2 separate regions of the Capsicum annuum genome follow, and region 1 is linked to region 2. Evidence: chromatin contacts called from public Hi-C data. All regions are on one chromosome and are shown on one strand. The core of a region is the stretch at or near the end of the contact, and the rest is flanking DNA. Distances in the headings are between cores, read along the strand shown.

Region 1 (6,591 bases), core at 1,831-4,330, 560 kb after region 2:
GGATTGAAAAGACTAGCATATCAATGCAATACAAAGGAAGTTCACAAACACTGCACTAATATCTCAGGATATAAAAGCACAATTTGCAATTTGGCATTCACATACACATTCCATCTTAGCTTTAGCATTTCTGCAAGAAGATTTGAGGCCCATAAGATGTTCATGCAGATTGCAATGTCTACTAGCTAGTCAGTGCCTCGGAACTAGCAATCTGTAAATAACAATTAACACAACGGGGAAGGGCTATAAACATTGGAAGTATAGACTAGTTGTGGAGCTATTAAAATTTCTACAATAGGATGAGAGTCTGTAATTGATGATCCAGCAACTCTACCATGTTAGGGAAGACATAAAAAAGGAATTTCAATTGTGAATTTTTCAAAATTTTCAATTGAAGGAAGAGATTCTCCCCAAAGATTACCCTAACATACCTGTGGATTATCAATCCGATCAAACTCACGACCATCAGGTAGGGTACCAGAGATATATTGCCAACCAAGAGCATCACTCTCAAGATCTGCGTCCAACAATGTGTCCCAAAAATACTTCATTCCCCATCTCCATGGAAGCTGCAGAACCTTGACGAAGAAACTAGATACCACAACTCGGATACGATCATGTAGCCAGCCAGTTGCCCATAATTCTCTCATACCAGCATCAACCAAAGGATAACCTGTTCTGCCTTGCCTCCATGCTTTAAAGTAGCCCTCATCCACTACCCATGGAAAGTACCTTAGGTGACCAAGCAGGGGCCTTTCATGGCTATGAGGATGATTAAAACTCATGTATCTAGAGTACTCCCTCAGTCCAATGGACTTGAGGAACAAATTAACACTCTCTTCACCAGCTTTATTTCCTTCATTGGCCCAGAGAACTTGCTTGATGCGAACAAAATGGAATACCTTACGAACACTGACTTCCCCAAAATGTAAATGTGGAGACAGAAAGGACGTTGTTGCACTATCAGCTTTCCGACGGTTCTGTGAGTACTCAAGTAATGGTCCATTAACGAAAGTAGTTAGTGCTTTATCAGCATTGCTCCAGCCAGGTGACCACGCCCGAGCAAGAAGTGCATTGCTTCCTTTCTCTGATTCATCTTCAAATACCAAGTTGTCTGAACGGCATCTTGATACATCACCTGGAGGTTTGCACAAGAACCCATGTAAAAACAAAGTTAAACTCTAACCAGTACTCTTATAAGTACATTACTACCATCCTAGGAATTTGTTTTGACCCTTAGCTTATTAGTGGCAGCACGAATATCTTTCTTACAAGTACATTAATACCATGTACAAACAAGAATAGAAGTTTTATCCAGAAAACAAACAAGACATAAGAGAAGCTCAAATGAGAACAAACCAGATATAATCCTTTTAGGTGGGAGAAGTGGAGCTTCTGGATCATAAGGCATGCTAAGGCATTTCTCCCAAAAAGCAGAAAATGTTGTGAACGGGCGACCTTCATCGTCGTTAACTTCCCATGGTTCATAGAGCAAATCAGCATTAAAGGAGCGCACAGATACACCTTGAGCTGTTAAGATTTCTTTTGCGCGATGATCTCTCACAAGTGAAATTGGATCTAAAGGAAAAGAAGTTTAGTTGCTGGTCAGGATAAGGCAGTGGATGAAATTGGCTTTACAAAACTATTTATCTTTTACATCCTTCTACTGAAAACAGATGCTTAAAATAAAAGCCATCCATTTCTATTAGCAATTTACCATTCAATTATGATCAGATCAAACACCAAGCAACACCCTTTCTGTTTCTATTAATCAAAGAACATGGAAAACGTTTAGTACAACAAATTTAGATTAATGACGTTCTAATTCAGGCACTAAGCAATCAGTGGCCAAAGGATTGAACATAGTAAAAAGTACAGCACCTAAAATTCATTAGTTTAATGAGAAAGGTACATGGCAATAGTTTATTATTTACCAGAAGACAACTCATTTATCTTATTCTTAAAGGACACACAGCAAGCACCAATCTCAATTAAGCCATCCCAATAATATAGTACTACTAACTTTTAAAACAACATCAAGACAGGCAAAAAAGTAATCAAAGTCGGACAGAATGATTACAAAGAAAAGTCAAAAATGGAAACTTTACTGTACTAACCATACAAATGATTGAAGAAGAGCTGAGTAGCACCAGTAGCTTTAACAACTTCAAGAAGTGAAGAAATACTATCCGTAGATCTCTTTGTAACAAGGGAAGTTCCAAGACTCTTCAAAGATGAATCAAGATGAGCTAAACTCTGCTTAAGCCACCATCTTGAAACTCTACCAGGATAATAATGCCCTTCTTCTTCAGGTGCCCATACAAACACAGCAATCACTGCTCCTGCCCTCACTCCAGCAGCCAAAGCAGGATTATCCTCCACTCTCAAATCCCTCCTAAACCATACTATACTACATCCACCACCTGACATCTTCCTTCAACAACCTTAACACACACACACTCACACTCTTTTTCTCTCTATTTTACCTCTCTACCTCTATGTAAGCACCATGTTAGTGTATTGGGGTTAATCTTATCTATTCTTTAACTGTTCCCTGCAGCTTTCACCAAGGAGATAAAGATTACAAATTTGAAACTTTTTAGCAAGAATTTTAGTAAAGAACCAAACTTTAACAAACCCCAAATGCTATTCTTGAATAAATGATGCTATTATTCTTGCGAAATTACTATAGACATTGGCCACCAACAAACAAAAAAAAAAAAACCTCTCTTACAGAAAGAGAAGAGATTGAGGGTGATTGGTTAAGGTGGTGGGATAACAAGAGAACTTATGGGAGATTTGCAACCACAACTTTATGTTTTTTCAAGATTTTATTTTTTATATATCTTCTCTCTTTTCTTATCTCAAAGGAAGGACAATAACGGGTAAAATTATTATGGTGTGATCAAGAATTTACTAGTTCAAATCTCTGAAACAAGTTATTTTGTAAAAATGTAAGGTAAAATTAGGTATAATATAATAAATCTTTGTGACAATGCTATTCAAAATTATCTATAAGTAAAAGCTTTAATACGACGCCACGTGTGTTTTCTTTCTTTCTTATCCTAACAAGGAAACAAAATTCCACCAAGCCTCTATCTCTAGTGCCTTCTCTAATCCTCTCTCTCTCTCTTTCTTTGACAGAGTGGAAAATTCCTGTTGGATTCAAGATTGGCTTTCTTAGGTACAATAAAGTCATATAATTAAATGCTTGATTTTTCTTGAATCATTGCAAATTGAAAGTATGTTCCTTGTCAATAATGAATTTAAGTTATACTGATGTACACTTTTTTTATACATCGAAGAAAACTAAAAAGAGTTTACTATCTTTTAAAAGTAATGTCGTTTAAATCTGTTAGAAGAAGAAACTTCGTATTCGTCAAATTATCCTTATGCTTGTGTCTTTTATTTGTCAGAAAATCGACTCGTTGGTTTAGTTCTATCCAAATGCATTTATAATAGAGATCTTGGTAACATTCAAAAATTACATGATATAACTAGGTAAAAATATTTATTATATATTAACACTTGTTGACTTTTTCTTGAATTTATTTCTTTATATTTTGACACTCCATCAGTGTGCATGCCAGCTTTTACAGGTAAAAAGGTGCAAAGTTTGATTCACATAACCTTTCTAGCTTGCATCTGATTCTAGACGACAAAATTTGTTACTCCAATTATATGATAGTATACTACAGTGTTGGGATATTTCTTTTTTATTTATTTATTTATTTATTAATAATTATCCGACCAAGTTGGGATTGTGTATAGAGAAAATTGGAAAGTTGGAAGGGGACAGGCCAGTATGGGGAAGCGAAGAGATAGGTGTGCTGACTAATTTGGATTTGGTAGTATTTATTTTTCTAAGGTGGGTAATAGGCCTATAGGGTATAGGCGGCCTTGCTTCTTTTTCTTTTTTGTTTTATTATCGATATTCAATACCCGCATTGGAGTATGATTAATTCGAATTCACATCGAGTAGGGCTCTATACGGAAGAAAGCGCTCCCTATCAAGAATTTTTCCATATCCAAAGTTCGAATCCAAGACATCTGATTAAGGGAGGAGCAACCCCATCCGCTTCACCACATCCTTTCTTTGCTTCTTTTTCATGCATGCAAGCATTAGATTCCTATTTATGAAATAAGTCATTTGTAAATTGTAATGTGGGCACTCCCCACCCCCTATCTTACTGATATTTTCACATGCTCTTGCTAAAACTTTTTATTTATATTTGGGAAGAGGGGTCAGGTGAAATGGGAAGGAAAATTATCTGGAATCGAATCTTCATCAGTAAGGTAACAATAACTAATTAATTGCTTTTATAAAATAAGTATCACATACAATTAAACCTCATTATGACAGTCATTCGCTATAGTTGTGTAATTTTTTTTAATTAATTTTTCATGTTACGTTTTACTTTTCAATAACGATATTTTATTTATAATAATAATAATGTCATTCATTATAACGGTAAACTTTTTTATAAAATTAATCTTCTATAACAATCATATTCAAATTAATATCTTGTAATAATATTTTATAAGAAACATATTATGTATAAAAAAATATTAAAATATTTATTGTAATCATTAGTAATATCGTGAACATAGTAAATTTAAGTATGAATAACTAGGAAAATAAATTGTATTTAAATTGTATCTGCCAATCTTGGACATAACTTTACGAGGAAAGACTATTAATATTTGACATTCTTATATTTACACTCTTTCTAATTTTACATATTTTTATTTAGAATAACTAATAAGATAGATACATCAAATATTAATATACATATATAATAACACTTCAGTTCACTATAGCCATCATTAAAATTTTAGATAAATGCTATCACTATAAAGAGATTTAATTGCTTATAGATTAATTGATCTTACAGCCGTTCATTAATCTGTTTTTAGTTTATATTTTTTTATTATTTGTTTTTACACATAATTTTTTTTAAGAAAAAAAAAGGAGAAATCTTGTATGCCATCATGTTCTTAATTGCATGTGCAAATTACATACCCTTTGGGTACATGCCACTTTCTCCTTCTCCTTTTTCTTGAACAAGGCTGGGGGAGTGAGTAAGTGATTCTACATGTGATTTGAAATCATGTTTTTAAATAAATGTTCACACATGAAATTTGGATCATGATTTCATTTCAAACTACAATCCTAAATTCTCCCAAAAAGGGAATTTGAGATTTTAATTTTTCAAAAATGTATAGCTTGTTCCTAAGTTTATATTTTGTTTTTACAAAAAAGAAACTAATCATTTTAAAGTTTAGATAAAAACAAATTAAACATGCATGTTTGGTGTTCGTATCATGTAATAGAATTATATTAAAGATCTAAATAGCTAATCCTTAGCTAACTGCTATTGTTGACTAATGAATATTTATAAAATTATGTGTATTTAAAAATTTATAATTGTAATTTATAAATATTTATTTATAAAAAAAATAAAATATATACGATTTATCAATAAACATAGTAAAATATTCCAATATCTTATTTATGAACTATCAATACACTATCGTCTATCGGTGACCATCACATAATGTCAGATCCTATTATTGTTAGCTTTTAGAATGACCAACAATTATAATTTTTATCATACTGTATATATTAAGATTTTCTCTAATACTTTTATTGATATAATATTTAGTTATTACTATTCTCTTTGTATTTATTAATTTTGTAAATGAAGAAAAATTTAAATATATTCATATGATGGTGAGAAAATAAAATTTTTACTAATTCAAGTATTAGAGTCAATATCATAATATTATTTAGATATATTTCTATTTCTATTTCTATTTTATATAAAGGCTGGTTTTGACATGGTTGCTTAATTGTCAATAAATTTCAATGTAAGGTTATAATGGACTTTTGATTATTTGATCATACGTGTCTTCAATTGATAATATTAGTCCATGTACTCTGAAGATACATACTAAACTCCCATACCTCTATACACTTTTCACTTCCATAGTTTTCACCAATTTTTTTTCGCTATTGCTTTTTTCAGGTTTGCTCCGTAATTTTATTATATTATTTTTAGTTAATTATTATAAATTATTTATATATTAAAAATTTAATAATATTTAATTAAAAATTAATAATATTTAATTAAAAGAGTAAAATAGATATTTATGACATGTCTGCTTCAACGGCTTTAATCATAATTTTATTATATCACCTCTAATTAATTATTATAAGTCATTTATGTATTAAAAATATAATAATATTGAATTCATAATTTTACTATCTCACCCTTAATTAATTATTATAAGTCATTATGTGCTAAAAATTAATAATATTTAATTAAAAAAGATAAAATAGACATTTATGATATGTGTGCTTCAACAGTAATTTTACTATATCACCCCTAATTAATTATTATAATTTATTTACGTATTAAAAACTAATAATATTTTATTAAAGAGGTAAAATTTATATATATAACATGTCTGCTTTAGCTACTTCAATCATAATTTTACTAAATATCGCCCCAATTATTATAAGTCATCTAAGTATTAAAAAATTAATAATATTTAATAAAAAAATAAAATATATAAAATGATAATTAA
Region 2 (7,325 bases), core at 3,308-5,807:
TTGGTGCAAATTGCAGAAAACTGCAAAAGATGATAAAGGCAATTTGTAAGCTGCAAATATTTACTTACCAAAACGAGGGAAATATCTTTAACTCAAGGATTACAAAATCTAAATTCTTTGTATTCAGAACAGTATGATTAAGAATAAGTTAAAAACTTGAGCATAAGGAATATCTAGAAGCTTAATCCAAATTAAAGGATTTAATAGGAAGTATTCAGATCATAATTGTTTTAGGTCAAAACGTGATGTTCCACTTTTCATTTTTGAGTGTCTTGTTTAATTTTTAGAAAAGATTTAAACCCAAGGCTCAATCTTTCACTTCAGGAGTAAGGAAAAACAAATGTAATCTAAGCAAGACGCCCTAAAATTCCATTCCATAGGGAAGGAAGACCTACTGAATAAGTCTCCAATCAATCGTAGGTGAGTGAGAAAATGGATTTGCCTCTTTCATTTAGTGCCTATTGTCGAATCGGACGCTTAACCCCCGACCCCAGCTACTGGGGGATTTTATAGGACGTATTCAGATATAACTGTTTAGGTCAAAACATGATGTTCCTCTTTTCATTGAGTGTCTTCTTTGACTTGGGAAAAGATTTAAACCCAAGGCTCAATCTTTCACTATTCAGAAGTAAGGGAAAGCAAAAGTGATGCAAGCAAGACACCTTGGAATTCCATTCCGTATGGAAGGACGACCTACTGAATAAGTCTCTAAACAATCTTAGGCGGGTGAGAAAATGGATATGCCTCTTTCATTTAGTGTCCCCCACCCCCAAATATGAAGGAGGGGGGGGTTAGGTGATGTTCCTCTTTTCAATTTGAGTGTCTTGTTTGACTTTCAAAAAGATTTAAACCCCATCTCCTGTCTTCAAGCAAAAAAAAAGAGAGAAGAGAATAACACTAAACAACAATGATTTTTATATGGTCATAGCATCGTAGAAATATGGATTACTTTATGAGTAACATGTCGCACTTCTTGTGTAGAAGTTTACTTCTGATTCATCTATATGTTGGATTGAAGTGTAGAAAGTGTGTCAAACCAAAAAGTTATGCTTTTATTTCAAGAAGATGGACGTTAAGCTGACAAGATCCAAGAAAAATAAAACAATATTCATCTAAAAGGAAAGTAACTGCAAAGTGAGACAAAGGTTCAAAGTTTGAGCAAAATGGATAACCATGCAAGCCTTAAAACATTGATTTATGACTTAACAGAAAATAGGCCTTTGATTGTGAAAAGAAAGCCCAAGACGAGGGAGGATAACCTAGTAAAAAGGACCACTACCTCAATGAGGTTGGGGTTTCGAGTCACCAAGGGAACAAAATAGGGAAAGGGCCACTGTTTACTCCTGGATTGGGGAGCTTCGAAAGAAGGTAAGACCAGACACCACATCATATCCAAATGCTTCATTTGACATTTTTTACCTTAAAACAACAACAGAGGCATAACTAGACCCATGACATTTTCATTCGTAACAGCAACATAGTGATGTCGGATTATCTAAAGTAAGTATGTCCACATTCTGACTTGTTTGACATTGATCCTAATTCTTTTTACTTTTATTAAGCTATCTTGATTAACCATTACGGTTTCTTACCTCAAGGCAGAAAACTATCACGATAAATCTCCAACAAGACTCGTCCATTTCCCAGCACTTATACATGTGGACAACGGTTTACAGAAACTATTCCATTACATGGCATTTTTTTCCACATCCACAAAATCACAGTTTATCCATATCCTAAACTGAAATTTCAGGCCTCTGAATTAATTGTTTTCTGCAAAAGGAACTCAACCCCTTTCTACCTCATATTCATCCTTTCTATCTCATATTCACAGTTTTTTCCTATCATATATTTGAAACTTCCTGGCACAGTCCTTGTTTCTTAGCTTCCAACTTTCAAGTGCAAGTAAAGAAAGATATGGCGGTGTTGTAGATAGGGTCAACTGGGCATCTGCATGTCTAGAAGGTTTCACAGACAACCAACACCAAGAGAGCCGGTCGACTCCCATTAAAACAAATAAGCCAGTTTATACATTCTTTTGCAGTAATAGTTGTGAAAATTTTAATTTGCTTTTTCTGTTCACACTTAGTTTTTCTGTACTTATTTATGAGGCCAAAACATACGAATGCACAAAACCTGGGAAAATCTCCTAAGTGACACTGCCCACTTAATCAGCAAAAAAAGACTAGAAAATGGAATCCTAACAGTGGGTCAGTAATGCCCTGGGGCATTTTAATTTTTCCCTTACATAATGTTAAAAGAACTCGTCATCTAGCTCCCTGATCATTGTACTTTATTTTGAAATGTGTGCAAGGAAGAAAGAAGGTAAACTGCAGATAGCAAGCAGTTTTACCTCAAAGGCAATATGGGAAATTCCCTACCACAGTTTAAGAATAACATAGGAGATCAAGTGCAAGGAAGCAAAAAGAAAAGTCAGCTATGTAATAATTCTTCCAGGCTATAAATCTGTCCGCAGTGCTTCTTGTTTTTTGTCCACAAAACATCTGTCATTGTTCTGCTGACTAGACCCGAAACAATTATGGAGTTGCTCAACATATATAGAAGTTATGCATCCTGCTCTACTCAGCGAACACCAAAGTAATCAATCATCAATCAACTACGCATTAACCAACCAGCTGGATCGGCTATATATATCTTCTACATCTGTTACATTTACATTAACCAAAATGCTCCTAGCAAACACCACATCAAATTTTAGTGAAATAAAAACTAAGTTTTAAGTAAGACCATGAATGAACTTCCATATGCACTGTTCCAAGTTCCAACTATTAAGACTCTCTCAGACTAGCTATAATTTCTTGCTGAAGTTGCACGGCTGAGGTGCTAAATCCTTGAGATTTTGAGTTCTAATTTTCCTGAAAGTACGATAACTATTTATGATTACTGCACCCCTTCCTCTCAAGAAAATAAATACTTCTCCCGTTATATAGGTACTTTTAAGCTGTAACTAATGCATTTGATTGTTTTGATCTGGAATCTCCCTAACAGTGGAATTCCTTGTATTATGACACTCCACTCGAAAGAAGACAAAGTCCCTTCGAAGACTAAGAAATTACAATGACCCAACGATCTATACAGATACGAACAACATCAATTAGCGAAAACCATAAGCAGTAATTTCCTTTTCTTCAATCCATAACTTTTACAGAGGAAAATTATTCCCACGTCACAAAGAAGGTTAGTAGGTAGTAGTGCGTTGTCTAGCTATCCGTCCATACTAGTAGTCGTGGTATTGCTCTTGTAGTTTCTTGTCCTTTTCTTTCTATAGTTTCTTGTACTTAGATTATCATATTAATTTGTTGTAGTTACCGCTCTATGTGCTTTGTTATGCTTTCACTTCCGTTACTTCTTTTTGAACTATTTTTCCTTGAGCCAGGGGTCTACTATCACTGAGGAAGGGGTAAGGTCTGCATAGACTCTAACCTCCCAAGATCCCACTTTGTGAGAGTACTACACTGGGTATGTTGTTGTTGTTGTTGTTGTTGTCACGAAGAACAGAAAAACTCTCTCCTCTACATTCAAAATTCAATCACAACTTGCCAAATGGCACTTACAACATTTGAACATAAAATCCATAAAATATAATACACCTAATATTAGGATATCAGCAACAAATTTCCAATAACGAATTTGAAATTCAAGTAAACAAACAGGCTACAACAACAACATATCCAATGTAATCCCACAGTACGTAGACTTTACCCATACCTCGTGAAGATAGAGAGGCTATTTTCAAAAGACACTCAGCTCAAGTACAGCAAATCAAAGTATTTACGAAAAAGGGAAAACGACAATGAAGACAATACGGGAGAAAAACACTAACCTTGACACCATGGCAGCAACTGCTCCGGCCCACAAATGTTTACTAGTGTTCACTGCACCACGTCGTCGTAAACCAATATTCCGCTTCCTCACATCTCCGTTGCCTTCACTGTTCTCCTTCACCTTTGAACTCTCATCTCCATTACTCAACAAACATTCACTAGTATTCTTCTTAACTGACAAACTCAAACACAAGAATTTACCCCCAAAATTGACACGAATTGGTCTCCGTCGACGATGGCGACAAATGGGAGAATGTAACTCACTAGAATCATCAATTGACGAAACTTTAAGAAAATTAGTGGTTGTAATTGAGGAAGGAATTAATGGGTCAAGAAATAATCCACCAGAAAACAAAATTGTATCTGGATTTTCTACAATAGTTTGACTTTCTAAATGTTTAAACCAGATATTATGAAGTCCTGTCATTCGTAAATTCTTCTAAGCAAAGTGAAGATAAGGAGACACTTTGTTGAAATCCTTTGGCATTTAATGGGATAATGGAAGGGGAAATGGCGGTCACCTTTGCTTATGTCGCCGCAGTGAGCGGCTTTCAAGCTTGTTGATTATTTTTTGTGTGGTATCAATGTACACCATTATTATACTCCGGGGAAAACATCATTATTATTGAACTATAATGCAGGCCCTATATTCTCCGTTTGAACAACTAAATCTGCTTAGATGTGTCAGTATACCAGAATTAGGGTCTTTGGAAAGGCATTTTACAATTGAATTTGTATAATTATCTAGGCAAATTTTAGTAGCTCTGACTGTTAGCTGCGTAATTTTTAATTATTAGTGATTGGTTGATTTTTTATCTTGTAATTTCCTGGTTATGTTTCCTTTCTTTACCTTCGATTACTAAATAGTATAGTGTAACTACTAATTGATGTGTGATCGCATAACTATAATTAAATAATTAAATGTTTTAATGTTTAAAAGTTAAAAAGTTGATTGTCAAACGATAAACATTCATGTTTGACAAATATATGTCCACACAAAAATATTACTCTATTAAATTTTATCAACCAGTAAATATTCGAGGTATATATTATTTTTTAAAATCTAGTTACTACTATATATATGCGCGTGAGTGGGCGGCTGGAAGCAGACAGCTGATGCTTGTTTGCTTCATGATTTTACTATATTATTCTTAATTAATTATTATATAATATTTACGTATTAAAAAATTAATAATATTTAAAAAATAAAATAGACATTTATGACATGACTATTTCAGTTGCTTCAATTGTCATTTTATTATATAACCTATAATTAATTATTATGAGTCATCTAATTATATAAAAATTGATAATATTTATTTTTAAAAAAGGTGAAATAAACATAAAATGATAAATTAATTTTTGATGTTTTAAATTAATTTGACATCTTATGTGAGACTCACTTAAAAAAATTTCACAAGTATTTTTTATAATAATTTTGTTATATCACTTTTAATTAGTTATTATGAGTCAATCAAGACATGTTTGTTTCGCTATTTCAATCGTGATATTTGATTTACTCTATAAATTATATCAGTATCGCTTAAATTGAAATAAAAAATATTATAAATTACAATAATTTAAAACTTAAATTACTTTTAAAGTCTAAATTCACTACCAATACCACAAAAGTTTGAACAAAAAAAGTATTATAAATTACAATAACAAACAGCTTAAAATAGTAAATTACAACGTCAAAAAAGTATTATAGATTACAATAGTTATCGATGTCGTATTAATTAAGATAAAAGGATATTACTTAAAATTACGTTGAAAGTCTTAAATCATACTGATATAATTAACAACTTAAAATAAAACTATATATTACAAATCTGATTGACTTTATCAGATATTTCATCGGTATCGTATAAATTGAGATAAAAAATAGCATATAATATTCAAAAAATAGTACATTAAGCCCGTGCTGACACGAGCTCCAACATCTAGATTATCTTCAAATAAATAATGCTTTAATTAAGGTAATAATAAAAGTTTTAAATTAAACACATATTATGCAAAAACATCATGGGCCATATGTTCAACAATAAAAATAAAACAATTACTACTAATATTTCAAGTGTCATTTTTTACAGCATTATTTTTAAATATTTAATAAAAGGTAATCTACCAATGAAAACATCAACCAATATAAACTAAGTTTGTCTATGACCTCAACAACAAATTTTAAAAACTATCTTACAATAACACACTATACAGTAATTATATCACTATTTCTCAATCCTCCTCTTCCCCCGTCCCTCCCCCGCCATACCCTAAAGCTATAGTATAATTACACCTGTCATTTCTCAACTACACGTAATTACTTGATACGATAAAATATTAAAATTACAGATAATTATATTTAAAATCAGTTACATGAATGGTGTCAAGAATTTTTATGGCATTAATTAATCATTAATTTTTTTAATTTCTTCAATATATACATGCAAATATTTCACAAGAAAATGGGTAAGAAAACAAAGTTAAGAAGAAAACTATAAAATGAGAAATCAAACTCACATTATAGTTTGATAATTCAGATGACTAATCAATTGGGCATTTGGGCTGTCGAGATTCTCTTGCGATCAATCATCAATTAATGAACTAATAATGAAAATATAATGTAAACATCATTTAATGAAAATACTATAATAAAATAATCATGTTATTAATTAACTCGTGAATTCAGCCGCACTTTGCACGGTTTTAAAATACATCAATTGAAATAATTTATTCAAAAACATAATTGAGATAGTAAATTTTAAATGGTTTTTTATTTATATCATACTCAATCTCAATCTTAATATTCACATATCCAAAAATCAATATGCAAGTCTACAAATAAATTTGTAATTTAATTAAAAATAAAAAAGATAAAAAGAAAAAGAAAGATAATAAATCAAATACAAAAGTAGATTAAAAGGGGAAAATAACAGATAGATTTAATTTTTAGTATGAACAATAACGGACATTGAATTCTTCTGAATTTTTTTCAAAATTTCACCTGCAGAATATCTAAAATCAATATCAAACAATTTACATAAATTTATAGATTAAACAAAAAACTATACTAAAATAAGTTTAAAATTAAAGGACATATAAAATATATAAAACAAAAAGAAGATAAATAGATAGAAATTGCATGTAATATCCCTCAAGCCGCAGTTACGATCAGATTTTGCTCCTTTGATTTAAATGCTTGCACACATTCAGATATCAAACTTGTAAATGAGACTTCGTCCTCTAATTCTCACTCCCTCTTCTTTCTTCAAAACTTGCAATTTCCTTATAATCTTCTCTTCATATTCTGGAAAAAAAAAATGCAAAGGAGAGAAATATCAAATTTAACTATGTATATATTTGATTAAAAAATGTATATATTTATTTTTAGTTTAAAGAGAAAAAGACAAGCAGAGAAAAATTTAAAGAGAATGTAAAAAGTTTAGGAAATAAAATATTCAGACCAGAAAAACCAAACAA

Evidence for each region. Hi-C and Micro-C count contacts between places; a contact is called where the count stands out from the background.
Region 1: a Hi-C map of leaf shows a contact between it and region 2, with 3 times the contacts expected there. The contact joins the promoter of LOC107867504 here to the promoter of LOC107867512 in region 2. A contact is called at or near these places in 2 of 5 Hi-C or Micro-C datasets (leaf and placenta).

The regions. Positions count from the first base shown.
Region 1 is chr4:206,893,125-206,899,715 of UCD10Xv1.1, forward strand. LOC107867504 (cryptochrome-1) reads right to left here and starts at 3,081. Exons shown (of 5, transcript XM_016713771.2): 1 at 2,118-3,081; 2 at 1,360-1,578; 3 at 432-1,138. The coding sequence starts at 2,430.
Region 2 is chr4:206,335,167-206,342,491 of UCD10Xv1.1, forward strand. It overlaps LOC107867512 (probable mitochondrial adenine nucleotide transporter BTL3), which reads right to left and starts at 4,558. Exons shown (of 4, transcript XM_016713783.2): 1 at 3,845-4,558. The coding sequence starts at 4,272.